Regions from separate parts of the Mus musculus genome. Here region 1 is linked to region 2. The links are chromatin contacts, called in public promoter capture Hi-C maps. All regions are on one chromosome and are shown on one strand. Each heading gives the region's core, a stretch centred on a gene start, on an enhancer-like site or on the middle of the called end of the contact. The rest is flanking DNA. Distances are from core to core; before and after follow the strand shown.

Region 1 (2,700 bases), core at 123-2,622, 230 kb before region 2:
CACTGTGGACTCAGTCCTCATGATTGGACAATGCTCTGGTTACTATCACCCAGAGGAGTGGCGCCCACTACAGCCTCCTGGGATGGCCTTAGACACTCTTTATTTGATACAGGAGTGTCTCATTATGCAGTTCAAGCAGGCCTTAAACCCCCAGTCCTTCTCATGGCCTCCTAAGTGTTGGGACTACAGGCCTGTGCTACCATGCCCGACTCCACAGTGGGCTCTTTTTTTTTTTTCTTTTTAAAACTTTTTATTATTTCATATATAGTTTGCCTACATTTATGCCTGTGCACTACATGTGTGCCTGGTGACAGTAGAGTTCAGAAGAGGGTGTCAGATCTTCTGGAACTGGAGGTACAGATAGTTGTGAGCCACTGTGTGGGTGCTGGGAATAGAATCCAGTTCCTCTGCGGAGCAGCCAGAGCTCTCTGACCATCTCTCCAGCCCCATCTTTGATTTTAAAGAAATCTCAGCATTATTGGAGATTGAACCTAGGACCTTGTGCATGGCTGACAGCATTCTACAACCAATCTACACCACTCGCTGCCCACAGTGAACTTTTAAATGGAGCTACTCTGCCCCACACTGTGGGTCCTCATCTTGTCCATCACCCTGACCCTGTAATTGTCTCAAGTGAGGTCTTGTGAGGCTGGAAGCCAGGCCTGGGCCCTCTTCACCCCCTGTAAAGCAAGAGCTATTTGCTCTGATTTGAGGCACCAACCATATGACTACAGCAAGAGTTCCAATTCTTCTAGGAGTTGGCCATAAAGCAGTCGTGGGTCACAAAAAGTGTCCATCAAGCTGGTTGGTCTGCAAACAGCACAGTGCTAGGCTGGGCCAGACCTGGCCTGCAAAGACAAGAGGAACTTGGAGACAGCTCCAAGAAACTCCTTTATCACAGGATCAGGCAGAGCTTGGTCTTGCCCTGAGCCTGTTACTGGGGCCCATCGATGCCTGGTAAGGACACTAGGGCAGGAGAAGTTCTGGGGCCCATCAGGATGAAGGTTACTGCTAAGCAAGGGGGGTGGAGACCACCCTGCACTCCCTTCCTCCCCCACTTGGGAGATTAGCCCTGGCCTTGGGGACATCTGGCAGGTTCTAGGCCTACTACCAGCAGACTCCCCTCATCTAGCAATATCTAGATCCCCTCCTCTGCTCGGGTAGCTCTGCTGTGCTGAAGAGAGCCTGGGTAGGGCCATCCAGGCAGGTACCACCCTGGCCTAAGTTGTTTGAGGATGACTCTCCCAGGAACCAGGAAGTAGCTGGGCCACATTGTCATTGTCATCATCACCCTGACCTAAGGACTAGGATGCACCAGCCCTAGACCAGCTTCCGGGAGGACAGGAAGGGTTGCCAGGGGCCTGCCAACTCCACACACAAGCTCCCAGGCAGGGCTCTGCCTGGTGAATCACTCACACACAGTAGCCTGAAGTGGCACTGCTTGTGCTCAGAACAAACGATTTGTGGGGGTTGGGGACAGTAGGCTGTAGGGAGCCTAACTTAGAGCTTTGCACTTCAAGTTGGTCTTTCTCAGTACTAGTGCTTGGCCTGCAGAAAGAAAAAAAGTGGTGGGCCTGGGAAGACAGACCAACAAGGGTTCCATATGGGAGCATTTCCTTTGGGCATAGCTTGCCAGTGTGTATTGGGGGGATCCACGGTGGGATAGGCTGAGGCATTCTTTGTGAAGCCATCTGGGTGCTGCTGCTCACTCTGGGAGACTGGTGACTACCACAGGAGCCTCTGGCCCTTTACTGAGCAGGCTGCCATAAAGGGATATTTGTACTCCCAGAGCCTGACACTCAGATCTGGTGCATACTTGATGTCCATGCCCACCAGCAAAAGTGGTTTCAGCTCCTAGGTCACCTGCTCTAATACCTTGTTATCTGTAGCTTGGAACTTCTCCAGGGGACCCTGGGGTCCCTGAAGATCTGTAGATCTGGGCTGTGTGAGACTTTGTTCACTCGCAGCTGCTGAACATTGAGGGTTGGTGCAGAGGTGTGTGACACTCAAGAAGACACACTCATGAAGACACGCCTTATCATGAAAACAGACACATGTTACTGACTAGTTGTTGAAATATATTGGGTTTATTAGGTAAAAGAAACTCTATCTCCTTTTTTGAGACAGGGTCCTGTTCCATAATCCAGGCTAGACTTGAACTTCCTATGCGTAATCAGAGCTGATACTCCTGCCTCAGCTTTTATAATAGTGGGGCTATAGGATGTACCTACCACTGCAGCTGACTTTACAATACATTGTTACAATTCATGTTTTTGCCTAGCATACATGAAGCTCTGGGTTCCATTCCTAGCACTGCACAAAAAGCCACCACCAAACTCTACAAACAACCCCCACCCTACTTTGAAAATACGAGCACTTGCATGGTTAGAGTCACTGAGAGCCTAGGCATGGGTGCCTAAGAGTAAGACAGAGATGCTGAGCCTGCCCGTGCACTGTGGAGGCATGTGTTGTGGGTTCAGCTATCAGTATTACGGGCTGTGTGTTAAGAAACACGAGTGGATCAATGATATGGCTCAGTTGGTAAGTCCTTGCCTAGCAGTCATAAAAGCCTGGGTTCCTTCATCAGCACTGCATAAACTGGGCCCTGGTGGTGCACATCTCCAGTCACTTGGGAGGTGAAGGCAAGACTATTGGAAATTCAAGGTCATCCTCAATTAATACTAGTTTAAGGACAGCCTG
Region 2 (2,700 bases), core at 44-2,543:
CTCTGCTAACTGAGCTGCACCCTAGGCTCCCAAATTCAGTGTTTGGATGTGCATGTGTCTGGAAAAGCCTACAACAGAAAGCTAACAGTGCTTCTGTAGAAGGGGGGTGGGGTTAGAACTGATATTTTTCATCTTCCCCATCATCTTCTGTAAGTCATTTTCTATAAGGCTTGTGCAAAAATCAGTATGTTAACAACATATTAATGTGGGAGGGTAAATTTGTGCAGCCACTATAGAAACCAGTATAAAGTAAAAACACAGATCCCACATGGCTCAGCTCTATTACTTGGGTACAGATGCAGAGAACTTTCAGTCAGCACACTACAAAGACACTTGTACATCCACCTCTACTGCTGCACTGGTCCCAACAGCCAGGAAATGGATGTACCGAAGATGAAGAAAAGGAAATACCAACACTCTGCGGGAAATGGATGGAACTTGAAACTGTTATGTTAAAATAAGCCAGACTCTGAAAGACAAATACTGCAAGTTTTCTCTTATACATAGAACCTACACTAAACATTTTTGTATCTACATTTATATATGTGTATATGTAACTCATGAAACTAGAGAGGGATCATTAGAAGGAAGGAAGAGATCTTCACGTAGGGGAAATAGGGTAATGGAATACATGTGATAAGAAAGCAGAAGTTGGGAGTCAGCTGGGGAAGAAGGGGAGCAGCCAGAGGGGGCAGGGACAAGGAAGAGGACAGTGAGTAAAGACTGAGTGAGTGACAAAGCAGAGTGACAGAGTGTAAAATGCTGCAATGCAATGTATTACTGTGTATGCAACCTAAAAATAAGAAACAGAGGACATTAAATGTTTAGAACAGTATTACAATAAGCATCATTCGTTGTAAATTTTAAATCATATACTCTCATTTTAAACATCTCTGTTGAAGGAGAAAGATGGAAAGAGTACACATCTAAAACCTCCACGGTAGGTATTCACCTCTGGATGGCTCCACTGCTTCATTTCCTACTGTCTCTGTGCTCTTTAGAAAGCCCACCTTGAATACCAGGGTGGGGGAAGTGTTCATGCTGCTGGAAAGCAGCAGCCTACACTCATACCATATCCAGAGTCCTTAGCAGCCCTAACAAGCACCTGCCCCACCCTCCCTCCGTCACAGAGTCCCGAGGAGCTGCTGGCAACCTCAAGGCTTAATGGGAGCTCCACTCTGGGTTGGTGCTGACAGGATGCTGAGGTGAGCCTTCTCCACGAATACCAGGCAGCTCTCACTTGATTAAACCACGGGGAATTCCCCGACTGGCCCCTGGAGTGTGGAAACCTCCCTTTAGAGAAGTCATCTGTGGCCAGCTGTTCCCAAGCCTGCAGAAAGGCCAGGGCCAGGGCACAGGCAGATGATAAGATGGGCAATGCTGGGGAAACCCCAGCCAACCTTCAACCCCTACAGCTGGGAACAGAACTCTGGGGGCTCAGAAAAGGGAAGGGAACAGTAACAGGAAATGTCCTTAGGGAATAGGACTGAGCCTCACCAGCTCTCCTTGCTGGAGAGGGGCTTGGCAGCGGGGAAAGGTACTTACTGCTCCTGATGAGTGCTTTCCCCAGATGAAGCAATTCAACACAAAGCAGATGCCGAAAACCACACCAGGATACAGTGTCGCTGTCTGGGAGCAAGAGGAACAGGTTGGGGAGCTGCATCTGGCTTCCCACAGGTCCTTGGGGAGCTGAGGACCAGAGGCTTCCTTTGGGTTTCTGCTTAAGCACAGCTTCTTTTCTGATCCCACACAAGACAGGCCTCCTGTTCTGAGACTTTGCAGAGCCCTGTAACTGCTTTTTCCTTGCTCTCAACCTACTTCCTAATTATAGATGGTGGTCACCTTATAAAGGGTCTACTTAGGATCTTTTGAATTGGCGATGTTCTGCCGGTTAGAGGCCTTCTGTAGCAACCACACTAACTTTGGCGTGTGAGATATACATCCATCTCCGACTCTATCAAACTGAGATGTAATCTCACCGAGACAAGGAGCACCAGCATATGCTTTGCTGCCTGATCAATGTCTGTTTCCCCATTACACTGTAAATCCTGTACTCTGTTGTGTTCTCATCACACAGCACAGCAGCTACTCACTAAGTATTTGCTTCATAAATAAATAAAACGGCCAGAAAATATGTACGTTTAGGCTCCAACTCCAACTGCCTAAAATAATGGTTCAGCTTTAGTAGCTTCTTAAAGATGGCAACTGTGGGCTCTACCTGTACCATCTCACCTCACCCTCACTACAGACAGGTTTAGAAGAGACCCTACTAAAAGATAAGGGCATCTCTCCACTCTAGATCACACTTTATCAAGGGCAGAGCAGAGTTTAGAACCTAGACACCCTCCAAAGCCTGATTTCACGCAATGTAATCTAGTCAGTCTCTCAGGCTAGAGGCCAGGCACAAAAACCCAAGGCCCCAGGCTTACACTTGAGTCTCATCCTTCCACACTGGGATGATCTAGGCATCCAGATAGGTCACTAAGCACAGAGGTCAAGGCCCAAGCTAACACTCAAACTGTGTATTAACTTCTTTGGCTCACTGTCTCCCATCCAATAGCTAGTCACTGCTCTTGTGAGTTCTTGTCCTTGGGCCCTCTTGTGGGTCATCAACATCTTGTGGTATGAGTGTACCAGAGGTTATATGTTGCACCTATCCCCATTGGAGAGATGGAAACCAGAAGTTCAGAGAGGGCTGTT

The links. Capture Hi-C pulls out chosen DNA fragments and counts their contacts.
Region 1: a contact with region 2 is called in a promoter capture Hi-C map of pancreatic islet. The contact joins two enhancer-like sites. A contact is called at or near these places in 1 of 484 Hi-C or Micro-C datasets (bone marrow-derived macrophages), 2 of 115 datasets of contacts at active chromatin or transcription factors (both in embryonic stem cells) and 4 of 9 other capture datasets (adipose tissue, embryonic stem cells, liver and 1 more).

Annotation. Positions count from the first base shown.
Region 1 is chr2:153,427,368-153,430,067 of GRCm38.p6, reverse strand. The region is part of intron 5 of Nol4l (nucleolar protein 4-like); the gene reads left to right. Among named protein-coding and RNA genes, the nearest start is that of Asxl1, 83 kb to the right of the region's middle. Within about 2 kb of position 1,372, at least 40 of the 459 cell types and tissues checked have an H3K27ac peak or open chromatin away from gene starts, as enhancers often do. A contact at or near this core is called in pancreatic islet, where this site is marked.
Region 2 is chr2:153,197,279-153,199,978 of GRCm38.p6, reverse strand. Tm9sf4 (transmembrane 9 superfamily protein member 4) reads right to left here. Exons shown (of 18, transcript NM_133847.3): 13 at 1,546-1,629. Among named protein-coding and RNA genes, the nearest start is that of Tspyl3, 27 kb to the left of the region's middle. Within about 2 kb of position 1,293, at least 62 of the 459 cell types and tissues checked have an H3K27ac peak or open chromatin away from gene starts, as enhancers often do. A contact at or near this core is called in pancreatic islet, where this site is marked.